Regions from separate parts of the Mus musculus genome. Here region 1 is linked to region 2. The links are chromatin contacts, called in public HiChIP or PLAC-seq maps. All regions are on one chromosome and are shown on one strand. Each heading gives the region's core, a stretch centred on a gene start, on an enhancer-like site or on the middle of the called end of the contact. The rest is flanking DNA. Distances are from core to core; before and after follow the strand shown. Region 1 has its middle 37 kb from the start of Ahi1. Region 2 holds the start of Pde7b (phosphodiesterase 7B).

The links. HiChIP or PLAC-seq counts read pairs in DNA pulled down with a chosen protein or histone mark.
Region 1: an H3K27ac HiChIP or PLAC-seq map of heart atrium shows a contact between it and region 2, with 5 read pairs. The contact joins the enhancer-like site here to the promoter of Pde7b in region 2. A contact is called at or near these places in 13 of 484 Hi-C or Micro-C datasets (Sertoli cells, Th1 cells, bone marrow-derived macrophages and 7 more), 7 of 115 datasets of contacts at active chromatin or transcription factors (bone marrow-derived macrophages, embryonic forebrain, fibro-adipogenic progenitors and 4 more) and 3 of 9 other capture datasets (adipose tissue, embryonic stem cells and liver).

The regions. Positions count from the first base shown.
Region 1 is chr10:20,913,865-20,917,738 of GRCm38.p6, forward strand. No RefSeq gene overlaps it. Among named protein-coding and RNA genes, the nearest start is that of Ahi1, 37 kb to the right of the region's middle. Within about 2 kb of position 2,022, at least 29 of the 459 cell types and tissues checked have an H3K27ac peak or open chromatin away from gene starts, as enhancers often do. A contact at or near this core is called in bone marrow-derived macrophages, heart atrium and neural progenitor cells, where this site is marked.
Region 2 is chr10:20,546,159-20,550,276 of GRCm38.p6, forward strand. It overlaps Pde7b (phosphodiesterase 7B), which reads right to left and starts at 2,170. Exons shown (of 12, transcript NM_001347366.1): 1 at 1,733-2,170. The coding sequence starts at 1,970.

The DNA of each region.
Region 1 (3,874 bases), core at 772-3,271, 370 kb after region 2:
CAATATTTCATAATATGTCCACACTATTTCATAGTTAAAAAGCTGTCTAGCCTTCTTAAATGCATAGCATTATTCAGCCATATAAAATCATTATTCAAAAATCTACAGCGCTAATGAATATGTTTTATCTAATAAGAGAACCTCTAATATATTTCAGTCTCTTTTAAATGCATATAAACTTTTACTCATTTAGAATTTATCTGAGAAGACTCCTAAAGCTCCAAAAACCTAATGCACTTATACTGTTTAATCTACAAAACAACTCCTTTATAGTCTATTGCCCAAATGAATGTCTCAAATGTGTGCAAATACAATAGGTTTTCAAGCCTATTCAACTGCTAACCATTCACTTTGATGAAGGTTGGAAGTTTATATTATTTTCTCTCTGAGGTTAATGAAATGTTTCTGACTATGTAATTTTCAACAAGGCCAAATGAAATCACAAATTATTCAGCTGTAAGGAGCTTATCACCACATCCATGTGATGCAAAGAATGCGCTGGAGAACAGTGTTGGGGAACAGTGTCTGAGAACAGTGTCTGGGAACAGTGTCGGGGAACAGTGTCTGAGAATAGTGTCTGGGAACAGTGTCTGAGAATAGTGTCTGGGAACAGTGTCCGGGAACAGTGTCGGGGAACAGTGTCTGGGAACAGTGTCTGGGAACAGTGTCCGGGAACAGTGTCGGGGAGCAGTGTCTGGGAACAGTGTCTGGGAACAGTATCGGGGAACAGTGTCTGGGAACAGTGTCCGGGAACAGTGTCTGGGAACAGTGTCCGGGAACAGTGTCGGGGTACAGTGTCTGGGAACAGTGTCGGGGAACCGTGTCGGGGAACAGGATTGGGGAACAGGGTCGGAGAACTGATTCATTTATTGGGAGGGGAGAAAGAGGTATTTATGTCCCTGGGGAGGTGGCCAGAGTCTCTACGGCAAGGTTTGTGTGGCCTTGTACCATTGGCCAGGGCAGGGGTGTTAGACAACACCTCATCTGCGTACACAAGGGTTGGGGAGGTCTTACGGGCCAAACAAGGAATGAAGCCTGATAACTGTCAGGGTAATAATGAATATGCTAGGGTTGATGGCGGGGAAGCCAGTTTCATGGTGACAGGTTGGAGGGGGAGAAGCCAAATCCTACCATCCTTATATTTGAGGTATCAGAGGCTGAAGCTCCCTCAAGCCTTCCTCCATAACCCTGGGCCATTGTGGTCCCACACATGTCAATAGGGTCTTGTTTCATTGAAAATAAGGAAATGATAATGTCTGTCTTACTTAGAGTTGCTATTGCAGTGATGAAACAACATGATCAAAGAAACTTGGGGAGAAAAGGGTTTATTCAGGTACACTTCGACATCACAGTTCACCAACAATGGAAGTCAGGACAGGAACTCAAACAGGAAAGGAGTCTGGAGGCAAGAGCTGTGCAGAGACGGTGGAGGAGCGCTGCTTACTGGCTTTGCTCAGCTTGCTTTTTTTCTTTTTCTTATTCTAGGACACCAGTCCATGGATGGCACCACCCATTATGGGCTGGGCCCTTCCACATCAATCACTAATTATAAAAATGCTATAGAGGTTTGCCTATACTCTGATCTAATGGAGGCATTTTCTCAGTCGAGGATCCCTCCTCTCTGACGATCCTAGCTTGTGTCAAGATGACATAAAACCAGCCAATACAATGTCCTATCCAAACAAACTCATTCCTGTTTGCAGACAATGCTAGCGAAAGCTACATCCAGATCATAGCATCCTAAAAGAACCATAGAGATAGAGCTGGACAAAAATTGGGGTGGTAATTTAGAAAGAAGAGAGTCACGTGATCGTAGGACTATGAAATCCCTTGCAGCCACCAGGTGGCACTAGTGAGAGAGAGGCCAGAGTGTCCTGTAACTGTCCAATGGTGGGTTTCACAGCGCTCCGGTCATATGTCTTTATTGCAAATTTGTCTTCCTCTCCGAAGAAAACAAGGAGCCTATGTTTGTGTTGAAAGTGCACAGAGACAGAGTGCCAAAAACTCCCTCCCCCATTTCCTCTTTGCCTGTTGGCATTTCTGAGCACTTTGGTGGCCTTGCTTCCATCCACACAGCTGTGGAGTAACCAAACCACAGCCGGAATGAGGATGCGTTTTTTTTTTTTTTTTCAATGTTGTCCCCTGAGCAGCCATCACTTGGAAATTTTGTGCTATTTTGATTTTTACTTTTCTTGGTTTTAAGATAGCTGATCTTTCTTATATCTTGATCTGAATTTTTTTTTATTATCCATGGTTTCTTACAATTTTTTTCAGAAATCAGTTTAATTTTTTTTTTTTTTTGCCAAAGTCTCCGGTTACATAAAGTCAAAATAGATGGACATCCATGGTTAGGGGAGAATAGGCAAATATCTAATAAGTTTTTACTATTAAAGAAATCAGGCAGCTAGCTCAGTCTCTGTAACAAAATATTACTGTAGGTACAACCTGCATTATATACAGGACTGTGGCCTACAATCCTATATCTCCCATGCACTTCCTCTCATTCCCACTTAGTAGAATCATAGAATCTAAAACTAAAAATTACCCTTGGGTTGGTGAAATGGAATGGGTAAAAAAAAAATTGTACACTCCTCTCTAATAAAGCAAGCCACAGCCAAATCAAAAGGCAGAAACTGCTAGAGGATAATTTGCACTGCACAAATAAATAAGAGGGTTTCATACTTAATAAAGAGCTTGCACCATTACGGAAAAGACTAACTTCTCAATGGGGAAATGGGCAATGGACTTAACTTAGCAAACTAGCAGCCATATTGGGAAGTCCCTGGGGGTCACTTCTGTTATCGCTCTGTTTCCTGTTCCCCCTTTTCTTGACTCGTCCCTGTCAACAACCCTCTCTATTTTCTTAGCTTTCTGAGAAAGTGGGCAACACCAGGCAAGTACATTAAGATCTTATAGATCTGAGATTATTATGCATTTAAATAATGGTTTTTACTTCGCATAGATTTTCTTATGTTAAAAACAGTAATATGCACGGTGTCAACAAGACAATGGGCAAAAGTGCTTGCACCTTACCCACCTGAGTTTGATCCTCAGGACCCATCTGATGAAAAGAGAGACTGAGCCTCTCTCTGCAAGATATCCTATGACCTCCACATGCATGCGATTGACCTATAGCATTCGGACATCCACACAGGGACAGACACACATACAAAATGCATTAATGTTTAAAAAATAAATAAATTAAGATGGTTTTTTTTCATTTTTACTAATTATTGAGATGTGTTTAATTTGGGCAATGAACAAATTCTCAAACAGGGAATTCATGGTGGCAGAATCTCACACTGGGCCACCTAACATGACCCAGCATGTGACCCACCCATCTGTCCATTCCAGACAGTCTATACAACACACATACCAGTCACCTAGTAGTTGTCTGCCACTGTTATCAGGTCAACTGTGCTGGTGTCACAGTTCTATGCAGTGACACCCTTTTATTTAATCATCCCAAGGTGCAAAGCTGTTGGCTGTTCTCTGGTAATACATTGTTAGACTTTCCTATTTTGTTTTATAATTGTTCATCTTTTACTATGCCAGACTTACAAACTTCAGAAAGGAATCTCAGAGGTAGAGGGTCTGCATAGGGTATGCAAAGTCCTAGGCTCGATGTTCCAAAGACCACAAAGAAGAAAGAAAGATTATGCCATGTAATAGTCAGCACTGGCTGGTGTGCTCAGCTGCTATCAGCAGTCCTCGAACATCTGCACCTTGAGCAAAGGAAGAGAGGGGGCTCTTTCATGGTGAAGCTGGTGAGAACTGAACACCCCTCCTGAAATCGCAGAACTTAATGAAACAAAGTCCTCTCTGAATGCTAGAAGAACAGGTAGGAAGCAGGAAGAAGACATAGAAACATCCC
Region 2 (4,118 bases), core at 920-3,419:
AACTCAGAAGGCAAAGCCACACATCTCCAGGTTCATCGTCTTGGCCCTGAGCTGGTGGGTGAGAGGGTTTTGTGCTCACATCAAAAATTGTGAGACTTTTCTTTCCCTGAGAAATGGGGGTGGTGGGGGGGAACAGATGAGGCAAACAGGCATCCCGGAGGAGGCATTTAAACTGCCAGTCTCATTGCAGGCCAGGTGAAGCAGATGTGGTGTGAGTTAGGAGATGGCAAGGGGCAAGGGAGGAACCAGTGGGGAGGTGTGAGAGGCTCAGGGTCAGGCATCAGTCCACATGACATGTAAAGAATTATGTGCGACTTTCCCTCACAGACAGGCTGGCAAGAGACGAGTGTGGACGGTTTATGAAGGGGAGTCATTTGAAATACGAACTTTAATCATCTCAGTCAGCTACACGAAGCAAGGGTTAGCACAGCTGTGGTGCCTTGCTTGCATCCACTGCCTAGGTGGCTTCACTCTCCCTTTCCCTGCTACATGACATATGAATGGCTTTCCCATTACCTCATTTCTTCTGACCAAGACCCACTTCCATTGGCTTCCCACTTGCAGATGCCACACAACCTCAGGCCACTGCCTCACTTTTCCTTCCTCAGTGCCCAGATACTCATCGTTCAGTAAAGAGCATTAGTTTCTTTTCTTCCTCCCAGACTCCCCCCCCCCCGCCCTGAGCATTACTTTTTAATAATATTCTTTATCAACGATTGATTTGGCAACTTAATGGAAAAACGAACGACAAACCTCTCTGCAATAAGTTATCTAAAACAAAACCAGGGGAATTTTTATTCTCAGCCCATTTCCGTGAGAAAAAGGGAGATGATTTTTGGTCTGTCTTTCTGCCTGTCCCATCGCTCAGTGCCGATGGCATGTCAGGATTCTGCTGCACGGAGATGGCCGGGACATAAAAGGCATAAACACACTCCTATGACTTCTCCAAGAACCCACTTCTTTTTACTCACCAACAGATTCCCCAGAGGAAGGGAGCACCCAGCCACCAGTTGTGGCATTTGCAGTTTAAGAGCCCCCAACGGTATCTTGGCTCCCCTCCCCATTAGACACACAGGAAAGATCCAACTGACTGTCCCATCCCAAACAGCACATTCTTATGACATGAAAAAGCCCTTCTGACTCATCATCACCACACTTGTGGATGACCTGAGCTTTCTTCATCTCTGTAGGGGTATTATTCATCGCTTGCCCAAAGAGGAAACTGAGGCAGAGTAGTTGAGTAACTTGCAAGGATTGAGAAAGCCTGCAGACCACACTCAGTTCTAGGAGCACAATACACATCACATGTTGCATGGTTGAAAACTGGAGGATACATTTTTTACTTAAAGACATGCACATAGCAACCTAAAGGAATTACTCTTTTGGAGACTCTGCTAACTATGGACAGGAAATATTGGAGTAGGATGGACATTAAAGAGAATCCGATTGCACTCTCTGCTGTTGGGGTCCGAATCGCAGAAGGTTTGACCTGGTTAAGTCCGCAGGGCAAGCCTGCAGCAAACTGACCCGTATTCTAAGTTTGTTGATTTCCATTCTAATACTCCTGCATCTATCACGCTCAACATAGAGATGCTTTTACAACAGAACAAACATTTGTAAGTTAGCCCTTGAACCCTGTCCATACAGCTTGCCTCCCTTCCTTGACCCAAGTACTGGACCCAGAGTGATGAGACCTGTCCGGGTTACCTTCTGCACTCCACAGTCAGTTTACCTGGGAAGCTGTGGGAAGCATCTTCATTTTCCAGAATGCCTCTCGGTTTGGTTGCCTGTAGCTCACTTTTGGACTTCCAAACCAGCTTTACCATCCTGATCATCTCTGGCAAGTCCCAGGGTAGCGGCCCCTGCTGGCACCCCGGCCTGCTGCTGAGGGAAGAGGGTAGCACAGCTTCTGGGGCCGTCCACCTCCTGCCTAGTTCTGCAGAGTGGAAGTACCGCTCTAGCACAGGCATTCTGCCCTGTTCCCCAGAAGAAGAGGTAGGGCTGCCGCCGTCGCTGCTGCTGCTGCTGTTCCTGCTGCTGCTGCTGTTGTTGTTGCTGCTGCTGCTGCCACCAGAGGGGAATTTCTTCCCGGGCAGCTGCAGGCAAACCCGCGTGAAATCCTCTCCAGCCTTGGAAAGACAAGCCTCCTCCAGCCTGGCACAGCCTTTCTGGCTTTCCCAGCCCCTGCACAAAACACTGGCGACGAGATGAGAGAGACGAGACCGCTGCACCGCCTAAGGTTCCTCACTGCTGAGTCTCTGGACTCCTTCCTTCCTTAGAGATACAGCGCATTTTCCTCTTCTCTCCCAGGCACCGAATTCACAGCACTTAATTAATCCCAGGCTACAGCTGGAACGACAGCGGGAGTGGGGAAAGCCATGGAGGAGGCTTCAGCCTTCGCCTTCCCTCTTCTTCCTCTTGTTTTGTTTTCTGGGAGCTTTTTTCCCTTTTTTTTTTTCTTTTTTTTTCTTTTTTCTTTTTGCTGCTTGTCAAGTTTGTCAAGTGGCTTAGCAGTGAAAGACTTCAGGCAAAGACTTGGGGCCCCGCTTTGCGTGACTCTTTGAGCGCCCCCCCCCCCCAGACTAGTTATCTGGAAGCGTCAGGTGAGGGGTCAATCTATGGCACAGGAAGCCTAGAAGCTTCCCAGACTCTGGTCTTGCAAATCACAAGGAACTTTGAGCAAAAAACCGGGAAGCTGAGCTCTGGCGTGCCTCCGCAGCAGCCTTCCCTCAGGAGGGCCTGGTGGGGGGCCTGCCTTGTCTGTTCACAGTGCGGCACAGGATGGGGGTGGCTGGATCCCAAGGACCACAGTTCAAACACTCTCCTTCCTCCTTCCAGACCCCACCCACTCTACTGTCAAAGTTCTCTGCAAACTAACCGGGTTTTGGTCCATTAGTCAAATCCCTTTGTAACCTCAGCTGCCCTTCAAGTTGGAAGGAAATAACATTGAATCACATTCCAAAGCTGACTGGAAAGAAGTGGATTAGGGAAGTGTCAGAGTCCTTATGCATATGCACAGGGTGTCTGTTTAGCTTGGACACGTGGATCGGGATGGTTAAAAACCCATTTTCAAAGGGCAGTCATCATTTTAAAGGGTGTTAGTAGGGGGTCATAAATGGCCTGAAAAAGAAAGTGTGGCTGGTTCTTTTCAAAGAGACCACACTGTGGGCTTAATATCTGGGCCACTGACTACTGCGTTCCCCACCCCAGAGCGGAGAATTGAGGACAACTGTGGGCCAGGCCTCTTGTTTCCTGAGGTTCAGAGATGAAGGCGCTGACCCTGGAAGTCAGAGCCAACACGGCAACAGAGATGCCCCCTGTCGCTTATGTGAAAGGCCTTGGACATAAAGGAAAGTGGGGTGGTATTGGCTTGGCGTTTTTGCCAGCAAATTGGGTTTGTAGGAACAATTTGAACTTGTACATTCACTCAGAAAGGCCCTGTTTTCTTGAAAGACATTGTAACAATCCTGTCTTCCTCCAGGCTCAGTGTCTCTGTGTTGCAAAGGCCTTTGTTTTGCTTGGCTCTTTATTTTTGCTGATGTACAAGTTGTTGCTCCCGCTCTACATTCCTATGGCTGGTTGATCACACGATCCTTTGATGTTTCTTTAGGGGAGCATGGAGGAGATTTGGGGCCATCTCAGGCTGTTTTATTCTCACTGTTCTGCCTTCCTTGTGTACTCTGTTTTCAAAGTTGAAAGCAGTAAAGCCCATCACATTTTTTCTTTGTTACTCTTCTAAAACTATGCTTAGTTAATAAGTTTGATTTTTAATAATGAATTATTTTTTTCTCTTCTCTTTTCTTATGGATAAAAAAGTATATTGTGAACTTGCTTTCTTTCCTAGTAGATGAAAAAGGTCAATACCTCTCTCTCTCTCTCTCTTTCTCTCTCTCCCTCTCCTCCCCTCTCCCTCTCTTTCTCTCTATCTATCTATCTATATGAGTGACTACTTTTCTGAGAATTTTATATTAAAATATTGCAGCTTTTCTATAACAACGACATATTCATACAACCCAATAGGCAGAAATCAGTGATCCACTCTATCTGACAGATGTCTTTCTTTAACTCCCTCTGTTGAGATAAAAGCATTTATAAAGCAATTGGATGTGTCTGCAGTT